2 separate regions of the Canis lupus genome follow, and region 2 is linked to region 1. Evidence: chromatin contacts called from public Hi-C data. All regions are on one chromosome and are shown on one strand. Each heading gives the region's core, a stretch centred on a gene start, on an enhancer-like site or on the middle of the called end of the contact. The rest is flanking DNA. Distances are from core to core; before and after follow the strand shown. Region 1 has its middle 37 kb from the start of C6H16orf72. Region 2 has its middle 14 kb from the start of C6H16orf72.

Region 1 (5,608 bases), core at 887-3,386:
GAAAAGAAAATATTCAAGAGTAAAGAAACAACCTGATTTTAAAAAGGGCCAAAGAACTTAACAGACACTTCACCAAAGAAGATATACAGATGGAAAATAAGCATATGAAAAGATGCTCCTGGGGTGCCTGGGGGGCTCAGCTGTTGAGCATCTGCCTTCAGCTCAGGTCATGATCCCGGATTCCCTGGGTCGAGTCCCACATCGGGCTCCCACAGGGAGCCTGCTTCTCCCTCTGCCTGTGTCTCTGCCTAATGTGGGACTCGATCCCGGGACTCCAGGACCTCGCCCCGGGCCGAAGGCAGGTGCTAAACCGCTGGGCCACCCAGGGATCCCCCATAAAATCTTTATAAAAGAAAAGATGCTCCTCATCACATATCATCAGGCATGTCAAATTATAACAATAGTGAGATACCAGCACATACCTGTTAGAATGGCCAAAATCTGAACACCAAAAACATGAAATACTGGCAAGGACGTGGAACAGCTGGCACCCTTGTTCATTCACAGGAACAAAAAATCGAACAGCGACTTTGGAAGAGAATCTGGCAGTTTCCTACACCACTAACCATACTCCTACCACGTGATCCAGCAATTGCATCCCTTGGTATTTACCCAGAGGAGCTGAATGCTTATGTCCACACAAAATCCTGCACGTGGCTGTTTGCAGCAGCTTTATTCACAAACTGTGGTACATCCAGGCAATGGGATGTTATTCATCACTAAGAAAGGAACTTTCAAGCCATGAAAAGACAAGGAGGAAAGTTCAATGCACATCACCAAGTGAAACAAGCCAGGCTGCAAAGGCTACATACTGTGTGTCTCCAACTACAGGACACTCTGGAAAAGGCAAAGTTTGGAGACAGTAAAAGGATCACTGTGGTCGCCAGAGGCTGATGAATAGGTGAAGCCCGTGGAGATATTCAGGACGGTGAAATGAGTCTGTATGATGCCATAATGACGGATACACGTCATTATACACGTGGCCAAACCCATGGAAGGTCCACCACCTAGGTGAACACGTATGCAAACTGTAAGTTTGGGTGATGATGCAGTCAGTGTAGGTTCATCGACCGTAACACACGTCCCACTCTGGTGGGGTGGATAGTGCGGGAGGCTGAGCATCAGGGGTGGGGTAGGGTGTGTATGAGAAATCTCTGTACCTCCTCTCGATTTTGCTGTAAACCTAAAAATACTCTTTAAAAAAAAAAGTCTTAGGGGAGGTGTGCTTGGCTAGCTCTGTCAGAGAAGCATGTGACTCTTGATCTTGGGGTTGTGAGCTCAAGCCCTACACTGGGTGTAGAGATCACTAAAAAAGGGGGGGAGGTAATTTTTAATTTAAAAAGAAACCTTAAAATAGTCAAGGAAGGGGCAGCCCCGGTGGCGCAGCGGTTTAGCACCACCTGAAGCCCGGGGTGTGATCCTGGAAACCTGGGATCGAGTCCCAAGTCGGGCTCCCTGTGTGGAGCCTGCTTCTCCCTCTGCCTGTGTCTCTGCCGCTCTCTCTGAATAAATAAATCTTTAAAAAAATAGTCAAGGAACCTCTTAAACAATTTATCTATGTGTTTCTTTTTAAGATTTTATTTATTCATGAGAAGCAGAGACACAGGCAGAGGGAGAGGCAGGCTCCCCACGGGGAGCCCAACGTACTCGATCCAGGATCAGGACCTGAGCCAGAGGCAGATGCGCAACCACCCAGGCATCCCTATGTGTATGTTTCAAAGGAGAAAGTCAAAGGCTCAGCACCAAGCCCCAGCCCCAGCCCCATTTCGTTATAAAGTATCACTGGTCTGGGTGGATGGCTCTTCAACTTCAGCCTGTATCAGAATCACTTGGGGTGGAGGGGGGGAGGTAGAATTCTAAACATTCAGTATCCCTGCCTCCCCTGCCCCAAGGAGGTCTGATTCAGGGGCAATGGGATGGGCCCTGGGTCTTTACTATCAGGGTCCCCACCTACCGACACTAATGAGGGTTCAAGGACCACATTTTAAGAAACATGCCCCCAAGGCTTCCTTGATCCATACAAAGATCTTGCCACAAGGGAACTGGAGGGGGTCTTCCTCGCGGTGACGGTCCTCCGAGGCTTCCAGAAAACAAGCAGCTCTCCCAGGCAGCGCGTGTGCAGTGAGAGAGGGTCTGGGCAGCTGCGCCCAGAGTCGGTGTGAGGGGCTGCAAGGGACCTGCAAGGGGCAGCTGTCCTGTGGGCCCGGGGCCTCTAGATGGCAGTGCCCAGCCAGAAACAGAGCCAGTGGAAGTCCCAGGGAGCCGGCGAGTTGGGGAGGAGGGAAGCCAGGGACACGCCTCACAGCCCTTCCCGGCTCACCGACCCGGGGAGACGCTCAGATGCACGTCACCCGGCCAATGAATTACATGAATGAACGAATGAATGAATGAATGAAGGGTCACTAGAAGGTTTGAAATCCTTCATAATGAAGAGTAGCTGACGTGTATTGAAAACTTGCTGCCTGGCGCCGTTCTAGTCCAATTAAGACCATGCTGTACACATTTACTGTATGAAGAGCATTCCCCCGTTTCTTGAAATAACCGTCAGAGCACGCTCCATATATTTATAAATAGCAGCCTGGTGAAGCCGGTATGTTTGCTCAGTTCCCAATCGTTAGGTTTATGGGGTCTTGTTAATCCAAATACTGCACTTTGTATTGTTGCTTAAGAAACGCCTTTTACAGTTGGTTTTCCCCCCTGTTGGGATTAATACTTAGAAATGGAGCTTAGAGGACAGGAGACTAGGAATGATTTTAAAGATCCTCCTATAGACCAACCTCCTTTTCAGCGTGACAGCCAGGTGCCCATCAGGAACAGCGTGTGCCAGGCCCCATCATGTCAGGCTTCCCGGGGCGAGGTAGTAGCAACTTTTCTTTTCAAAAGCGAAGTCAGAACACAGAGGCTCCTTTTCAAATCTGAATTTCACAAAGTAAGGTCGAACTTTTTTTTTTTAAAGTTGAACTTTTGATTCATAATATTGACTGGTCACTTGTATTTCTGCTTCTGAAAACTCCCTGTGCATGTCTTTGGGTCCATTTCTCCTTTTTGGGCATACTCCTTATTTGCATATGTGCATATTGCACACGTGTATGTAGGTAACCATGGAGATATACACAGAGAGATTAAATCTGTCATCCTTGTCACAGTTCCTTTTTCCTTTTTCAATTTTTATTTCTATCGGTGATGTTTACTTACAATCAAGCTTTTATTTTAAACTTTAAAAAAAAGATTTTGAGAAAGGGTGAGCGAGAGAGCACAAGCAAGGGGAGGGACAGAGGGCCAAGACTGCCCGCTGAGCTCGGTCTTGACCCTGAGATCACACTGAGCTCCTATCAGATGCTTAACCAAATGAGCCACGTGGGCGCCCCCCAAGCTTTTATTTTAAAAATATGGGCCACGGGGCACCTGGGTGGCTCAGTGGTTGAGCATCTGCCTTCCGCTCAGGGAGTGATCCTGGGGTCCTGGGGTCGAGTCCCGCATTGGGCTCCCCGCATGGAGCCTGCTTCTCCCTCTGCCTGTGTCTCTTTGCCTCTCTGTGTCTCTCATGAATGAATAAAATCTTTTAAAAATAAATCAACCAATCAATCATAGCGCATGTGGGCCACTTCTGTGGCTCAGTTGGTTAAATGTCTGCCTTGGGTTTGGGTTCTGGTCCCAGGGTCCTGGGATCCAGCCCTGCATTGGGCTCCCTGCTCAGTGGAGGGTCTGCTTCTCCCTCTCCTCCTGCCCCCCTCTTGAGAACCCCCCCATTCCTACTCTCACTCAAATAAAATATTAATAATTTTTTTAAAAATCACAGGACATGCTCCGGGAGCAGAAGGCAGCAAAAGCTTTCTATAAAGGACCAGACAGTCCATACCTTCGGGACTCAGCGAACCATAAGGAGCCTGTCACAAATGCCCTCATAGCGCCAAAGCAGCCCTGGACAGTAATGCAAAACACACAAGTCTAAATAAAACTACAAAAACAGGCAGTGGGCTGGATTTGGCCCTCAGGCTATAGTCTGTGGACTCCTGGGGTAGAAGGACAGCTAACAATATGAGGTTGCCTCTGCAAAAGAACCAGGATTGGGGCTTGGGAGACAGAGGCCACTAGCTCTGCTTCATGTCAAGCTCTGTGTTAACTATGGCAAATGCCATCCTAAGGAGTTTATGACTCACTAAACTCACCTAAGCCTCCTAATAACTCGAAACAGAAACTACCATTGTCCACGTCTTATAGGTGAGGACACGGAGGCACAGACAGGTTAAGTGGGTTTGCTCAAGGTCACACAGCTCGTCCCTGGTTGAGCCGGGGTTCACATCAGGCAGGCTACGTCTGGAGACTGTGTATCAGTGTTACTTTTTTAAAGGCCTTTGGAGGTGTTCTACTTCCTTAAATAGTGTGCTTCTAATATTCTAAACCACCAATTTTAATAAAAAATTCCATTATATATATATATATATGATTTCATTTATTTGAAAGAAAGAGAGCGAGCACAAGCAGGGAGAGTGGTAGGGAGAGGAGAAGCAGGCTCCCCACTGAGCAAGGAGCCCCAAGCAGGGCTGGATTGCAGGACCCTGAGATCAGGACCTGAGCTGAAGGCGGATGCCCAACCAGCTGAGCAACCCAGGCGCCCCAAGAATTCCATTCTTTTGTGTTTTAAGATTTCATTTATTCATTAGAGACACAGAGAGAGAGAAAGAGAGGCAGAGACACAGGCAGAGGGAGAAGCAGGCTCCACACAGGAAGCCCGACGTGGGACTCGATCCCGGGTCTCCAGGATCACACCCTGGACTGAAAGCAGAGCTAAACCGCTGAGCCACCCGGGCTGCCCCAGAATTCCTTTCTTATAATAAAGAAAAAGTATGGCTGCATGGAAAAAGAAACGATTTTTCTCTCCTTATGCTGAGACCACAAAACATCATCATTTCACTGGAGTGAATAAAAAAAAGTAAAGCATGTAAAATGATGCCAACGTCACACTGCCCACTGGGTCTCCTGTTCAAAGGAAATCGGATTGTGCCCTTTTTCAGGTAAGGAAAGTCACACGGGAGAAGAGAGTCAAGACTTTTTAGAAAAACAAATGTTTGAGGTGGGCACCTCCCCAACAAGTCCCTCAACCTCTCTGAGGCATAGCTTCTCCAATGGCAAAACAGGTCCTTCCATGCAGGACTCGGGGGTTGGCAAGCTTACGATGGGATGATGGGATTTGCACATAAAGCACCCAAAAACCGTTGAAAAATGGGGGTAGGAGGGTGGCCTGGCCCCTCTCCTGTGCCCATCACACCAATTCCTGCAGGATTGGCAGGGTCCGTTCCTGTGTCTGGTCCCCAGCTGGCAGCACACAGAGAGGCCGGAGCCTGCATCGTGGAGCCTGCATCGTCCGTAGCCGCAGTTTACCTTCTGCCAAAGGCTAAGGGAAGAACTGCAGCCACAGCAGGAACCTAGGCAGGCCAGGCCCAGAGCAAGGCCAGCACCCCATGTGGTACACCCTGGGACACAGAGGGAGGTGGAGGTGGAGGGGCAGGGTCTGAACCCTGAGGACATGTATCTGCAAGTTTCAGACCCCTGACTGCCCGGTATCCCAGACCCCAAAGCCATTTTACAGGTGGACAAGGTGAGGCCC
Region 2 (5,431 bases), core at 2,308-4,807, 52 kb after region 1:
GTTCAGGTGTACTTTTGACTTAAGTACCACCTTTCAGCTCAGGATTACCGAACAACACTTATTTTTACCCCAGGGAGGCTCTGGGAGGCTCCAGGGCCAGAGAGAAAGTTAAGAATAGAAAGCAAATGGGTCCTGACTCTTAAGTTCCAACCACCACGTGGTTTCTCCACTACACATAAACGCTGGTTCTCTAAATAAAGACCAGTTGGTGGGGCACCTGGGTGGCTAAGCGGTTGAGCATCTGCCTTTGGCTCAGGTCATGATCCCAGGGTCCTGGGATCGAGTCCCGCATCGGGCTCCCTGCATGGAGCCTGCTTCTCCCTCTGCCTGTGTCTCTGCCTCTCTCTCTGTAGGTCTCTCATGGATAAATAAATAAAATCTTAAAAAAAAAAAAAAAAAAAGAGCAGTTGGGTCTTTTCAGAACCCAAAGAACCACAAAATGCGAAGTCAAGCCAAGATGTACCCCCTAGCGGATATCTCCTGCTCTTGCCACCATCTTGTGTTTCAGGCTTTGAGGTATGAACTCCATTCAGAAATAGGGGTTCACAAGCTTTCTTCCATTGTTCACAAATGGGGGTTCCTACCACTGGAACTAAAATGCCTCTGGTCTAGCAGTTCTCAAATGTGGCGGTATGGCCTCATTCCAAGGAGCATCTGGAAAGAGGGTTGGTGGGAGTCAGGTGTCACAGTGACTGGGACCTCTGGTATTTACTGGGTTGCTGCCAGGGTCGTTAAACATCCTATAGAGTGCTCGTGGGACTGTAAAATGGTACAGTCACTTTGAAAAATAAGCCAAGAGTTTCTTTTAAAATTCAACGTATGAGGGCACTGCCTGGCTGGCTCTGTTGGTAGAGCATCCGACTCTTGATCTCGGGGTCATGAATTTGAGATCTAAGTCCTCTCTACTCATATAGAGGTTACTTTTAAAATAAATAGATAGGGGCTGCCTGGGTGGCTCAGCAGTTGAGCGCCTACCTTTGACCTAGGGCATGATTCCAGAGTTCTGGGATCGAGTCCCGCATCAGGCTCCATGCAGGGAGCCTGCCTATGTCTCTAGCTTCTGTGTGTCTCATGAATAAATAAAATATTTTTAAAATAAATAAATAAAATAAATAAGTAAACTTCAAAAAATAGGATAAAATTCAATATATACTTATGATAAGACCCGCACCATCCCACTCCTAGGTATTTACCAAAGTAAAAAGAAAGCCTGGGGTGTCTGGGTGGCTCAGTCAGTTAAGCATTTGCCTTAGGTTCAGGTTCTGATTGGGGGGTGGGTCCTGGGATGGAGCCCAGCATCATCAGTGCTTCCTGCTCAGTGAGAAGCCTGCTTCTCTCTCTCCCTCCGCTGCTCCCTCGCTTGTGCTCTCTCACTCTCTGTCAAATAAATAAATCAATAAATCTTAAAAAAAAAAAAAGCCTATGTCCACGCTATACATACAAGTTCATATCCCCCCCCCCGTTTGCAACAGGCAAAAACTAGGAGCAACCCAAGTGTCCCTCAACAGGTGGAAGGATAAACAGACCATAAAAAGTCCAGCCATAGAGCGGGCTGCTGTGAAGCAATGAGAAGGGATGAGCCCTCAGTACACGGCACAACATGGATGAGTCTCAAAATAATTATGCTGAGTGGAAGAAGCCAGATAAAAAAAGAGTCTGTGCTTTATGATTCATGCCCTTTACAGAAAATGCAAACTTATCTATAGTCACAGAAAACAGACCAAAGGTTGCTCGGGGGTGAGGGGAAAGCCAGAGAAGGACCAGAAGGAGGGATTACAAGGGGATTCTATTGTAATCCCCTTTGGGAAAGGAAACAGTTTGGGTGATAGTCATGTTAATTAAGTCTCCTCGGAGCGGCTCTGGACCTGGCAGCTGGTTTCTTTCAGCAGAGGAAGAGAGAGAGAGAAAGACAGTGCCCAAGACAGAAGTGACAGTTTTTCATAACCTACTCTTGGAGGTGACATCCATCACTTCTGCTGTATTCTATTCATTGGAGGCAAGTCAGTGGATCCAACCCACACCATAGGAAAGCGATTACACAAGGGCATGGATCTTTGGGGGACCCCCTCAGAGGCTGCCCACCACAAGGAACAGGTGCAAATGTGCAAATTCTCTGGTTCCACCCAAATGAGGGAACGTTAACCATGGCCTGGCAAGTCAGAATCCTTTTTTTTTTTTCTTTTTTTTTTAGAATCCTTTCTTTCTTTTTTTCTTTCTTTCTTCTTTCTTTTTCTTTCTTTCTCTCTTTCTTTCTTTTTGTTTTAAAAAGATTTTATTTATTTATTTGAAAGAGTGCACAAGCGAGGACGGGGGGGTGTAGGGAGAGGGAGAAGCAGGATCCCCCCTGAGCAGAGAGCCCGATGTGGGGCTCAATTCTAGGACCCTGAGATCATGGCCCAAGCCGAAGGCAGACCCTTAATCTACTGAGCCACCCAGGAGCACCTCACAAGGACATTTTCCTTCCTTCTTTAAAAAAAGGCACTTGGGAGACCTGGCCGGCTCAGTCGGTAAAGCTTGCGACATTTGATCTCAGAGTCGTGCAATTGGAGCCCCACTTTGGGTGCAGAAATTACTTAAAAATAATATCTTAAAAAAAAAACAACAACTCCCCTTGTATAGCACGGGGAGTATAGTTAATAATACTGTATTGTACGTTTGACAGTTGCTGAAAGAGTAAATCTTTTTTTTTTTTTTTTATAATAGTCACACAGAGAGGCAGAGACACAGGCAGAGGGAGAAGCAGGCTCCATGCACCGGGAGCCAGATGCGGGACTTGATCCCGGGTCTCCAGGATGGCGCCCGGGGCCAAAGGCAGGCACCAAACCGCTGCGCCACCCAGGGATCCCTGAGAGAGTAAATCTTAAAAGTTCTATTCATGAGGGAAAAAAATGTGGTGATGGATGTTAACTAAATTTACTGTGGTGATTATTTAACAACACATACAAATATTCAATTATCATGTCATGCACCTGAATCTAATACACTGTTATATGTCAAACGCCAGTTATATTTCATTTAAAAAAAAATTAGGGGTGCCTGGGTGGCTCAGTCGGTTAGTGCCTGCCTTTGGCTCAGGTCATGATCCTAGGGTCCTGGAATCGAGCCCCACTTTGGGCTTCTTGTTCAGCAAAGAGTCTGCTTCTCCCTCTCCCTCTGCTACTCCCCTTGCTTGTGCTCTCTCTCTCTCTCTCTCTGTCTCTCTCTGTCTCTCCCTCTCTGTCAAATAAATAAAAAGTCTTAAAAAAAATCCGCCAGCATGAGTGGTGGGACAAAGGATATGAGCGGCAGTGCCCTGTATTGTCCAAATACATGGTCTGGGTTATTGTCTGGAAGCACTCAGTTATGTTATAATGGGATAAGTTATGCTGTTGTCGATGACCAAACAACAATAAAAACATCTAATGAGCTAACCCCACAAAAGTTTGTCTCTGGCCCAGGCACAGCCTACTCTGGGTCCGAGCAACAATCCACAGCTGCTCCCCTCCACAGGTTGATGCTCTGTGACTCAGGGATGTAGGCGGCTTCTGTCTTGTGACCCCGCCCTCCACAAAGGGGAAGATGAAGCCCGGAGACTCTTGCAGAGGCTTTTTGCTGCCTCAGATAGGAAGTGACACATCACTTCTGATTATAATCTGTTGGCCAGAGCTAGTCATATGACCCCTCTCACACAAGAGGACCGGGATGGATATCTCCATGCGGCCAAGAACAAGTTAATGTCAATAATAACCTTTCTCATAAGGGTCCCCCTGCCATACATATGATTCCACATGTTTTATTTTTATTTTATTTTATTTATTTATTCATGACAGACACAGAGAGAGAGGGGCAGAGACACAGGCAGAGGGAGAAGCAGGCTCCATGCAGGGAGTCCGACATGGGACTTGATCCCGGGTCTCCAGGATCACACCCCAGGCCGAAGGCGGCTCTAAACCGCTGGGCCACTGGGGCTGCCCGATTCCACATGTTTTAATATTTATGGCAAGGCCTTGGTATTCACTTATTTGATCCCAATAACTCCCTAATGAGGTTTGTATTTTTTTAAAGATTTATTATTTATTTGAGAGAAAGAGAGTGCACAGGGAGAGGAGTACAGAGGGAGGAAGAGAGACTCTCAAGCAGACTCCTTCTGAGCACGGAGCCCACGCGGGGCTCCATCCTAAGACCTGGAGATTATGACCTGAGCTGAAACCCTGAGCTGGCCGCTTAACTGACTGAGCCATGCAGGTGCCCGTGTCATCATTTTAAAGCTAATTTTGAAAGAAAAGAGAGAAAGAAAGAAAGAGAGAGAGAGAAAGAAAGAAAGAAGAAAGAAAGAAAGAAAGAAAGAAAGAAAGAAAGAAAGAAAGAAAGAAAGAAAGAAAGAAAGCAAGCAAGCTAATTTCTTATTTGGGGCACAGAGCTTATTTCCAGTTTTTGGTTACTACAAATAATATTGCAATGAGCTAGGTTGGGTTTTCTGTTGACCAAAGCTTTGCATACATATTTATTTTCTTCATATAAATTTCTAAACATAGAATCAAAGGGTTAGAGTGGCATATTTCAAGCCTTTGCAGGTGAATTGCTGAATGCCCTCTCCATCTCCACTCTCACCCTGGACAGCGAGTGAAATGCCTGTTTCTCTATATACTCACCAACAGCGGATATGAAATATTTGTTTAAAATCTGTGTAAAATCTCCCACAAGAAGCCTGCTTCTCCCTCTGCCTGTGTCTCTACCTCTCTCTGTGTGTCTCATGAATAAATAAAATCTTTAAAATAATAATAAATAAAAATCTGTGCAAATTGCTTCAGTGTAATACTTTTAACGCAACTCAATGTCTTCTATCTGAAAAAAATAAAAGGTCTTTATTTAAAGTGTGAACCCAGGGATGCCTGACTGTCTTAGTCTGTGGAATGTGTGACTCTTGATCTCAGGGTTATGAGTTCAAGCCCCATGTTGGGTTTAAAGGTTACTAAAAATAAATAAGTAAATAAAACTTAAAAAAACAAATCAATAAAAAAATTTAGGCGTATTTATTTATTTTTAAGTAATCTACAATGTGGGGCTCGAACTCATGACCCTGAGATTAAGAGTGGTATGCTCCTCCAAACCAGCCAGGTGCCCCATCCCCCACATTTTTAAAGTGTGAATCTAAATCAAGTGTGTTAAAACTAGCCTTCCTTTGAATAGATCTATGTCACAAAAACTAGCATTACATTTATAACCACGTGGCCAAAGGGAAGAGGCAATTGATGCAACTGTCTATTCAAATCAGACACTTTAGAGTGGAGAAACCTGACAGACATTGCATCTACCAGAGGACTGAAGCTCACAGAAACAGTGAGAAATCATAATAATAGGGGCGCCCGGGTGACTCAGTCAGTTAAACGTCTGCCTTCAGCTCAGGTCATGATCCTGGGGTCCCAGATTGAGCCTCACGGCATGGAGTCTG

The links. Hi-C and Micro-C count contacts between places; a contact is called where the count stands out from the background.
Region 2: a contact with region 1 is called in a Hi-C map of skin fibroblasts, with 3 times the contacts expected there. The contact joins two enhancer-like sites. A contact is called at or near these places in 6 of 9 Hi-C or Micro-C datasets (amygdala, blood, liver and 1 more).

The regions. Positions count from the first base shown.
Region 1 is chr6:33,405,930-33,411,537 of UU_Cfam_GSD_1.0, forward strand. No RefSeq gene overlaps it. Among named protein-coding and RNA genes, the nearest start is that of C6H16orf72, 37 kb to the right of the region's middle. Within about 2 kb of position 2,137, at least 4 of the 20 cell types and tissues checked have an H3K27ac peak or open chromatin away from gene starts, as enhancers often do. A contact at or near this core is called in blood, where this site is marked.
Region 2 is chr6:33,456,589-33,462,019 of UU_Cfam_GSD_1.0, forward strand. No RefSeq gene overlaps it. Among named protein-coding and RNA genes, the nearest start is that of C6H16orf72, 14 kb to the left of the region's middle. Within about 2 kb of position 3,558, at least 2 of the 20 cell types and tissues checked have an H3K27ac peak or open chromatin away from gene starts, as enhancers often do. A contact at or near this core is called in blood, where this site is marked.